Linked DNA regions of Arabidopsis thaliana: region 1 is linked to region 2. Evidence: chromatin contacts called from public capture Hi-C data. All regions are on one chromosome and are shown on one strand. The core of a region is the stretch at or near the end of the contact, and the rest is flanking DNA. Distances in the headings are between cores, read along the strand shown.

Region 1 (5,333 bases), core at 1,840-4,339, 110 kb after region 2:
CATATAACCTTTATTCTAGTACACTATCGAAAGGTTTTTATGAACTTGGTTTAGATCTAATTTTATTGGAATCCTAAGCTTAATGATGACTCAGTCAACATCGGAGGTAGATACTCTACATGGTAACTGCATGTTGACAATGTCCTGTCTTGGAAGTGTCTCCACATTTTGTGAGTCTCTTGAAATAAGAAGAGAAGTGGCTACTCTGTTTTTCCGGAAGACAAGGTAAGCTATGGCGGCTAAATAGAGAGCAATGCCTGCGAACCCAAGAATTCCACAGAAGACGACGAGGATAAGCTTCATATGACTGTGGATAAGCAGTTTGATGAAACTGCTTACTAGATAGTATATGTTTATTCCCATGATTAAACCACCAATGACCCAAGTCAAAGCTGTAATCTGTGAAGAAAGGGAACATATATATGAAGTCAGAGATGATCAAAGTATCTCATCTTTGAATGAAAATGTGTTTGATTATTACATACCGCCATTGGGTTGACATGTGAACCCATCTTGGTTTTGCAACTTGTGAATTTGAGAAGAGGAACCAACGCAAACGGGAGCTCAAAGGATAAGATCATCTGTTTTAAGATGATGATTTGATTTCATGAAGTAAGTCATATATATAAGTATACATGATAACTAGAGTTAGAAATGATTTTAGTACCGAGGCAATGATGATTAACTTTCCAGCTCCAGCTGAACCACCGATGAGAGCAACAATTAGACTCGGGATTATAGCTAAACATCTTGTTAGTAAGTTTCTGAGCCATGGCTCGAGTCTGAGATCAAGAAAGCCCTGCATTACATATTGTCCAGCATAAGTTCCGGTTATCGTCGAGCTCTGACCAGAAGCAAGAAGCGCGATTGCAAATAGCTTTGAGCTCCATTTTCCCACAACGTTCTGTTTGAAAACAGAGGAAAGACATCACTTAAATGTTATGGAAAAGAAACAGAACAACAAGGAAGCAAACAATTTACCCGTAGCAGAAACGAAGCCTTGTTTAAGTCCAAATCCTCACAATTAGCTCGATCTTCAGGGCTTAAGTTGGGGGCATTACAAACAGCCCCGCTTACTGATATTACAGAGACGTTTATGAGAAAGGCCACCATTAGAGCCAATCCACTTTCTATCAAGTAAAACCTGCAAGCTTCCTTGATACCAGAAGCGGAACGAGGGATTTTCCTCGAGAGAACCAAGGCCGAGTGGAGGAAGAGATTATGCCTGCAGAGAACAGATGTTGTTCTCAGCAAAGAATCTTATGATGAATGGTGGTGAAGAGAGAGAGTGAGCTTACGGCATAACCATGGCTCCGAGCAAAGAGATTGCGAGACCAGTTGCACCATTTCCTTTAAGTTGAGGAACAAAGAGACCATGTAGGACTTCTCCTGGGTCTGGCTTTGAGTAATGAAGCTCAACAAAGAAGCATATTGCAATTGTGAACACAAGAAACGCTATCAAGAACTCCAGCTTTCTCACCTGTATTATACCAAACATTCATAAGAATTCACCTTACATATAAGCACCGTGAACGAGAACAAGAGATGAAACTAATACCCCGTATTTTTGAAGTGCGAGAAGAATCAGCGTACTTAAGCCTGTCAGAAGAACACCGATCCACACCGGTATGCTAAAGAGCATGTTCAGAGCAAAAGCTGTTCCGATAACTATATATATATATATATAAGAAAACCGATTTTGGCAATTAGTATCAACAGAGAGAGGTTAGTATTGAATCACACTGTAAAGAGTAAACAAGTGTGATACCTTCCGGTATGTCACAAGCAACTACTGCAATTTCAGCAACGACCCATAACATAAAGTTTGGAACTTTGGAGTACTCGGCTCTACATTGCTCAGCCAAATGTTTTCCTGTAGCGGAATTTAGTAAACTTGGATCATAAAACTAAAAGAAAAGAGTGGATTTTTGTGGTAACCTGTGACAACACCAAGATTAGCAGCCAGAGATTGAATCACCAAAGCCGCACATGAGGCCACCAATATGATCCAAAGTAACTGTTATTACAAAGAAAGAAATCATGATTTTGTAAAAAATGCAAACTAGTATAAGATAAAAGCGAGGGAAGGAGAGTATGAACGCACTTCATACTTGTAGTGTGCTCCAGCTTGCAGATCAGTCTCAACTGCAGAACACAGGAAGAAGAAACAAGAATGAATCATCTCAAATCTTTACAGATTATTAAAAAAAAAGAGAGAGTAATGTGCTTACAGTTTCCAGGATCAATATATGCGATTGAAACAAGAAAACCAGGGCCTAAGTAAGCAAAGAAATTCTTCCAGCTCTTCTTCTGCAAAGTTGATGATTCAAAACAAACTCATTATCATTTTTTGAATCAAGATTCTCTGTGTTTTTTGTTTAGTCTTCTGATATGTTGACTCTGAAAACGATTTCTTGACTCAGAAACTGGTACGCATGTGAGTTATGTTTACAAGATAAAACATAAAAACAGATTTACAAAGCCAAATCAATCAACAGATTTAAAAAGAGATTATAAAATCAACAACAAAAGAAAAAAGAAGAAGAAATGACCTCAGAGACAATAATCTGATTAGAATCAGAGTTCTCGATGAGTGGAGAATTGGAGAAGCTTCGGTTACCGCCGGAACTGGAAATGAATTGAGACCGTCCAGATCCTGTAGCCGCCATCGCCGTCTCTCTCTTCCTAATCTCTTTCTTGTTTAGTATACAACAACTCCACAACGATATATATACATATAATGGATGCGACTTTTTCGATAAGTTATTTTTTTTTTCTTTTATTCTTCTTACTCGGGGATAAGTTAATTTATAGGTGCATTTTATTGAAGATTCTTCTTAGATAAATAATAAAAAAAAAAAAATGGTGGTTCTGTTTTTTTGTACGTACCTCGGACTCTGAGGAAAATAAAAACAGAGTGATAGAAGTGTGTGTAGCAGAAACAAAATGTGTTGCAAAAAAAAAAAAGTGTGTGTAGCAGAAAAAACGAAAAAGTGAGAGATCTCTGAAAAAGCAAGTTCAAACCAAGTGTTTTTTTTTATTGGGTCCTCCTCAAAGTACACTAAAGACAATATTTATATACTCTTTTTGTCTCAACATGCATGTTCTTTTCTTTCTCAGTTGTTTTATCAAAGTTATGATCCAGGCCAAGAAAAAAATGTAGGGTAGGTAAGTCGAAATATCGTGGAAATTCATATTATTTTAAGATAAATAGGATTATTGTATACTAGTTTAAACCAAATTTAATCGGATAGTGTTGTTAATAAACTAGTAGTTGATTGATTAAGAGTTTGAGATATTAAAATTTTTATTTGTTTCCGTCTGTTTGAGATATTAAATAAATAGAGAAAAAAAAACACACAGACACAGTCACAGAGGGGACGTTGAAGTAGGAAATGAACAAGTTGAGTGGGTGGGTCCACTGTAATGGGAAGCTAAAACGTGATTGGATCTCAGCGACTGCGATCGAAGGTGGGTCCTACTCACACTTTCAGTTTTATTCATAGATAGATTCTCTCTAAAATGTTTTTTTTTTTTTTTTCATTTGGACGGCTTTCTCTTCTCTTCTTGGCCCCTAATCTAATCAACACCAATCTTTCTTGTTTTCCTATCAAGATTAGATTCGCTTGAAATATGGATTTGGAACACAAACATAGTTTTCATACAGTGGATCCTGTTCGTCGAAGCTCATTGATACAATCAAATTAAAGTCTTATACTTAAAACCTAACTATATATCAATAGGATTGTGCTTCGTTGCCCAAAATTTCTTTGTTATTTTATTTTGGTAAACAAAGTAGAATCGCTATAGTTGATTTCTATATTTCAGTTCTGTTCTGATAACTACTTCTTGTAGTTCTCTGAATTGATACAAGAACTATGTCAACTCTTGCATTTTCATTACGGTTTTAGTTGCGTTTACTTTTTAATATAAATGGTTTAAAAAATTACTGTTAGAAAGATTAAATCAAAGGTATCTGACTTTTTTACACGTCAAACATGATTTAGCGAGCTAACAGTTAAGAGCACCAAACACGGCTCATATAGGTAAGGCAGAGGTGTGACCGCCACCAGCCCAAGAAAATAAAATGCTAAAATTATTTTTTTTGGTAAAAGTCTTTTACAGTTTTATGTGTGATAGAATTTTTATACTTAGTTTTTCTTTTTCGGAGAAAAATGATAACTAAGAAAATAAATAGTACTTTTTGCTTTACTAATCTCTCTCCTCTAACTGTCACACAAAATTAATTCCTGAATTTGTAAAAATCCCTTTTTGTAATGAAGCTTAAGACATGATTATATGAAATGGTTTTTGTTTTAGCATGTTTGAAAAGACCCCTTTTTGTAAGTCGTCCTAAGGCTTCTCGATTGTTTGAGCCGGTGCTAAAGAATACTACTATAGCTTTACGTAAGAATAGGAATGTTTATTTTGAAGATGGAAAGAATAAAGTTGTTTTCACTGTTTATTTAGTTGACTCATGAGATGCTTTTATTACCTTTAAGCCGTACGATCTAAGATATGAGCCATTGATTGCACTTAATATTATCCCAAAAACCGAAGCATTGAGAATATGCCAATGTTTGATTAATTTGACCTCCACAATCTACGGCCATTATTTATCAAGAAGAAAAAAACAGCACATTATATATTCTACTAAGGTACTCAAGTCTTCTACCACAATTTCGAAACTACAAATAGGGCACTATTTAGCAGTCAAGATAAAATCGGTAGATTTAATTATGATTTTTTTCGGAAAGTTGACTTAAGTACATACGTTCTTATCTTATTTATCATGCATTATATTTACGTGTTTTTTGAACATATTTAGAGAAGCTACCGGTGTAGAGTTATATGAAATGATCGCGACAATCAGTTATTGTTATATATGCGACCTTTTTTTGTTTGAGAATCTACAAGTGTAAAGTTATATGAAATGATCGCGACAGTATGTAATTTATATTTATGCATATGTTACAGACTTATAGTTATCACTATCACATGATGTACATTGTTACTGGACAATATATTAGTGAATTATAAAACTGGAAACATATATTTTAAACTATGTAAACTGGAAAAGACTTTTGATAAATTAAGTTATCTGATAAAAAATGAATCTACTAATCGAGAGAAGTACTAGTATTTTGTTTGGTTATTTAGTCAACGGGAAAAAGGGAGAAAAAAAAAAAAAAAAAATTAGTCAACGTGAAAATTTGACTGATGGCGTGAAACTGCGAGCGAGTATGTGAAATTCCAACTTTTTAAATGGTTGGGCTTTATATGTGAACGTTTATGGGTTTAGTTCAAGCGAGTAATAAATGAAATATATGGGC
Region 2 (5,879 bases), core at 2,294-4,793:
ACCACAACATAAAGATGATGAGAATCATGTTATAACCTAGTTCCATCAGCACTGTAGGCCATCGTTGTACACCAGCGACCAGGAGCTTCGTAGTCAACCCGAGAACCCATATTATCATATAACCATGCTTTTATTTTTCCGTCAAGAGCAGTTGAAAAGATAAACTTAAGCAGAAGAAGAAATAAACAAGTCAAAACCAAATAGAAACGAATTTCAACTTGTACTTAGCAAAAATGAAACCGTATAAATATTGCTACTTTACCTGAATGTTTTCCTTGTAGTGAGGGCAGATAGAGTAAACAGGAGCTTCATGGCCTTCAAAAGTATACCGTTTTACACCCGTTGCAGCATCCCAGACCTTAATTCACAGAATTGATTAGTCTGTTTTTAGAGTTCCAACAAAAAAAAAAAAAAACAAGAGTTAAGGAAATGAAAGAAGAAAAAAAATACTGAACCTTGATGGTTTTGTCATCACCACAAGTAGTAACACATAGTTGCTTGTTCGGAGTGGAAAATGCAATGTCATTGACACCGCCAACATGAGCATCAATCTGAAATAATAAAAAATGATTTTCATTACAGGAAATGAAAGAAATACTCCTAAAATGTTGTTGTAAACTATATCACACCTCAAGGTGTTGCCTCATGTCTTCACCACCGTGATAAGAGTATAGCTGTACAATATGTCTCGAATAAGCAACTCCTGCAGTTGAAAACGTGCGCATATGAATACTCAAATCGGTTGAAAGAGCATTTGTAATCTCAAGTCTTACCGAATAGGGAACCGTCCGGGCTCCAAATCACACGGTTGACAGAAACGACAGGTTCTTTCACCAAAGCAGCCTATAAAGACCAGAATTGTTGGTCACTGAAGTTTCAAATAGATATTAGATATTAATATTCTGGTTGATTTTCACAAAAGAAGACACCTGCAAGGGCATCGAACATTTACTCAAGTCCCAAACTTTGAAAGTCTTCTGGACTAGACGTTCTCGAGAACCGACTTCCCAGAGCCCAATATCCCCTACATTCGTACCAACTGGAACAAAGAAAATTGAAGCAAGAAACTTCTGGTTTTACAAAATTTCTGATGATGTATGTTACATGAAATATGCATACAGACCAAGAAACAGACCTAGTAGCAGAGTCTGTTTAATAGGATGGAAATCCATGCTCATGGGAGATGAGCCTTGGCTCAAAGTTCGTGCAACTGTCTTGGGCAAGTCATCAGGTGCTTTGAAGGTTTGATTATGACCATGAGCCTGCCCCGGGAATGTCATTGGTAACATGTTCACACCTAGACTCACCTACATATGGGGAGAAAGAAGAAATACGTTTAAAGTCTAAACTAGTACTACCAATTATGTAAAATTGGTATTGATAAGAAAATATATAATATTAATTAAGATTTTTCTCACCTCGTCAGAGATTCCCATAGGTCTGGTTCGCTTTGAGACATGGTCTGAGTCACCTGATGGATAGTCTACAGCGGAATTAGAAGGAGGAGTTCTCGGGTGTTTCAAGGCTGCTAAGAACCAAAAAGGAGAACATGTTACATAGATCACAGGTGAAACTTAAAGGTTCTGAAAAAAAGGCGAGGATAAAATTTAAGACTATAGTTCCACACAGCTTTTATAAAGAAACACCACATTTGATAAGCAAATAACCTTGGATGGATGGAGCACCAAGAGCAATGGGTCCTCCAGACACAGCTGGATGTGGGACAGAGGAAGGACTAGACATCCAACCAGCAAGAGGTGTCGGAACCGGAGAAGGTGTTGGTTGAAAAGGCTAAAGACATAAAGGTAAGTCAAGCACGGCATGTAAAGGTAACTATAGAGCTAGAACCAAAAGCAGTAGAAATGGCACTTATAGAAAATACGAAAAATCAGGTGGAAATTGACCTACCCCGTGTGCGCCTAGAGGAGGAAATCCCTCGGCTTTTGGTAATGATCCAAGAAGCGGATTGTTGACAGGGGATGGTGCTCGTGCATCATTTGGTAGGCGGCAGGAATGATCGACAAAGAGAGTCTTAATATCAGGATTAGGCCTTGGGTTCTTACAAAGCTGGTGTTGCCAATTTAAGCTGCAGGTTTATGTAGCCACATAGAAACAAGGAGTTAAAGTAGCTGACAAGAAGAAAATTTGTTGAAGTGAACAAGAAAGGACAAAGAATACCTCTGATTAATCAGAGTCCTGAGGCGTGAAGTTCTAAGGGTAGGAAACTGCAATTTATCACGGAATAAAGGATTAGCTTCAATCAACTTCTTGAGTTCCACCAACATGATAGCTCTGGCGGACTTTGTGTCCCCATACTTGGATAACTGCTCGTTCTCCCTGAAGTTTTCTAAGGTCAAGAGCTGAGTGATTTCCTTGAAAAGCTCCTCATTAAAAGTGGAAAACACTTTCAAATCTTTGACTAAAATATCGACAGCCTTGGGACGATCATGCCTAGATAGAAGCAGCAGCAGGTGTGATTGATTGGCAATATGAAAACATTTGATTCTTGTTGTTGTTGAGAGACACAAGTTACCTATCCAAGGCCTCGAGATACTTCTGCTTCCTAATCTCGAAGAAAATCTTCATGGAGTATCGATTATCATCAACTTTAGTAAAACCAGAGAGATACTTCTCAACCTCATCCCAGTTACCATTGTGCACCTCATCCTCAAAATACTTCATATTGAAGAAAAACCCAGATTCTTGTTCAAGCCTAATTAATAATCAATCAAGTTAATAATAATGCCTAATAAAAGACAAAAAGGAAAAGAGAGATCGGACATACTTATGAACAGTCTCTTTAAACTTCTCTTCATCTAAAAACTGTAAGATCAAGAAGACGAGCTCTCTGCTCAGAGAAGACATGATTGATTTTGCCACTCAGTCCGATAAAGCTATCAAGTCAGATGCAGAAAAACCCACCAGATCTGCATATCAATATAATGGCGACGATGATAACCTTACAAAACCATCAAATCATCCCAATTTACTGGGTTTCAGATATTCCTCCATTTAATTATTATTTTTAAAAAATGAAAATAGACACAGCCTCTTAATTACACAGTATATAACTAGATCTTTACAACTATCCTCCGGAAAATTCTCCAAAAGTCTCTATTCCGGCGGATTTAATTAGTGTTTAATTGGGCTACACAAAAATTAGGTCTTCCTAGTATTATTATTGTCCACCGAATTAAATATAAAGCTTAAAATGGCCATCTTTTTCACTTCCATGAGACAAAAACAAAAATCAAAAACCCAGAAAAGCTACGATTTAGATATTAAACCAAAAATGAAAGACCTAGATACGTTACTTGCCATGAAGAAGAAGAAGACGATCGATTTCAGAAACAAAGGCCAGAGCTTCAGTTTCTCTCTCCTGATATTGAAAGAGGCCAAGGATTTGGGTTTTTTGGACTCTCCTCTCTCGACCAGAAAGTAAGAAAAAAACTAATGGAAAAAAAAAAAACAAGTTTTCTCTCTCTCTCTCTCTCTCTCTTCAGGCTTATTTATACGAACATTAAAATCTTGCAGAAATGGAGACTTTAATTTAAAACCAAAAAATAAAAAGTGATTTTAATATGCGAAGGTGACGGATAACGGAGTCTAATAAGACAATGCACCTATCACACGATAAGGGAGCTGATTTTGATAAGCACGTTGACTTATATATAAGTACAGATTAAAGTTTAAACCAGCATATACGACTTAGCCGGCTACAATTCTCGACGTTATCGGCTCAGAATCTCTAGCTGCTAGCTGTACTCCAAGTAGACATGATCCTCTGTGTCACAACATGAGTACACCCTCGGTGAGTGCCGTCGATCTTGTACGATGAACCTTAAAGGATATTCATCCAACGGTTTGAAAGCGAAGTAGCTGCGTCCCCACATTTCCCTCATAACACGACAAAGCTTTTCCTTCTGAAATGCATCTTTAAGTTCCATTGCCCTTGAAAATGACAAATATTTACCTAAATTGCCATTTTTATTCTTGAGATGCGGTACTCGTTGAACAAAAATCACGTGATTGAGAGATAATGGAAGAGGTTATCAGTTAAATTCTCCCGACATGATAACTCTTAAGCCTTCTCGTGATTTGGAGTCGTTAATAATTTAGTGAGACTCGTTTAATTTCTAATCATTTAACTGTTTTGGATTGTTTTTGTTAATCGCATAATGTGATGTGAGCTATATATATATTGACTATTGAGGATTATAATCGAATTTATTTACTCGATGACTAATAAAATGATTTTGTTTGTTTATTCACAGCGTAATTGGTATTTTCGTTATATATATTCGACGGTTTAATTACAATGAACCAATATGTTAATTTTATAATGTGTCTAGTGTTATTTTATATTGGTCTTTCAGACTTTGACAAGAAACATCGAGTTTGACGTCATTACCGTAAAGTATTTTGGCACCAAATGAAGATCAATATTATTTGTTTTAATTGCTCAAGAATGATGATGGTTGCTTTTGCTAAAGTTATGGGTGCACAAGAAAAGTATATAACTTTTGAAAAGCACATTTTTATTCTTTTAATTTACACGGTAACACGAGTATCTCTACTTTTCTAGTAATGCTTACACAGATTGATATCTTGATTATTTGGATATAAGTTCATTTGCCGATTTAGCTTGCTTTTTTATTCAAATACTGATTAACATGGAATGCAAGAAAAAGGAAAAAAAAACCTTCTTCTTGCCATGGCGAGTGAGAGGACTACTAAAAAGAATACAGTAATTCCAAACTGATAAATATGAGTTTTTACGTGTGGAAAAAAAAAATTTGAGTATTACCTTAGCTCTGCAAGATATATTAAGAATACAGCAAATAAAGAAGAAATCAAATAAGCATATTAGATTTGTTTTCACAAACTGAAAAATCCTCAAATACATAAAAAGAAAAACACATAAAAATCCAAACTAATAAATATGATTAATGATTCACTGATTTTCGCCTGAACTAAATTATGGTCGTAAGTTTTTTGTAAAAAATTGTTAAAAAAACAAAAACTGTCTTATCGAGACTTATAACAAATGATGAAAATCTGAAGAAATAATATATATTTTTCAAATAATTATGTGGTTTGACATGTCAACGTCTTTATTATCAATCAGAAGACAGTAAGGAACATTAACAATGAAAAGGGAAGTTATAAATTAAGATGTCAATATCAGACAACTACTCGTCAATCCATTATGATACGTTTCATTATGAGTCACTAGGTACATGTGCATGATGTAATTATCACTTATTAAACAGATTATAATTTTCAACTAAAAATTCGATTTGGTTTCTAAATAATATTTACAAACAATACAAATCATCAATGACAAAAAAATTGTTTGCTACAACGTCAAACTATTTTAAATGAGTAGATTCTCGATAGATCCTCTACAATCTACATACTTTACTTTGAAATAACTCTCCACTCTCCAGATCAGAACACAAATTGTAATAGATTAATAGCTCAAAAATAGATGAGTACTTCTCTTTAGAAATATAAAAATCAGACTAACACGTTGAAAATTATATAGTACTATGTTTTATTTTGTAAACCGGTCATTAAAAGTTGTGGAGAAGTGAATGGTGGTCAGTGTTCACTGCATCTTCAATATTTTTTATACATTCTCCGGCCAAAAAACAGTGCACGTTGGTCCCATCTGGCTGGTCTGTTAAAAAGTCTAACGGGATAATTAAATTCTTACGGGAGATATTACTAAATCATTCAACGATGCTATCAAATCACTTTCAATAAAAAAAACAAAGTCAAATATAAAATATGTTTTCAATTAATAGAGCCACATACCGATTTTTTTTTTCCAAAGAAGGCATTGATTTTTCTAATAATTGTATTTATTTTAAATA

Evidence for each region. Capture Hi-C pulls out chosen DNA fragments and counts their contacts.
Region 1: a capture Hi-C map of seedling shows a contact between it and region 2, with 1.8 times the contacts expected there. A contact is called at or near these places in 2 of 3 other capture datasets (root and seedling).

What each region holds. Positions count from the first base shown.
Region 1 is chr1:30,372,976-30,378,308 of TAIR10.1, forward strand. It overlaps NRAMP1 (natural resistance-associated macrophage protein 1), which reads right to left and starts at 3,090. Exons shown (of 11, transcript NM_106731.3): 1 at 2,553-3,090; 2 at 2,232-2,310; 3 at 2,105-2,145; 4 at 1,939-2,017; 5 at 1,769-1,873; 6 at 1,559-1,668; 7 at 1,299-1,480; 8 at 982-1,225; 9 at 668-904; 10 at 486-581; 11 at 1-399. The coding sequence starts at 2,669. The coding sequence ends at 91.
Region 2 is chr1:30,263,582-30,269,460 of TAIR10.1, forward strand. TPR1 (Tetratricopeptide repeat (TPR)-like superfamily protein) reads right to left here and starts at 3,544. Exons shown (of 24, transcript NM_001334989.1): 1 at 3,319-3,544; 2 at 2,786-2,927; 3 at 2,534-2,713; 4 at 2,179-2,451; 5 at 1,909-2,086; 6 at 1,668-1,791; 7 at 1,419-1,528; 8 at 1,136-1,307; 9 at 930-1,039; 10 at 774-843; 11 at 630-703; 12 at 456-551; 13 at 263-358; 14 at 37-164. The coding sequence starts at 2,865.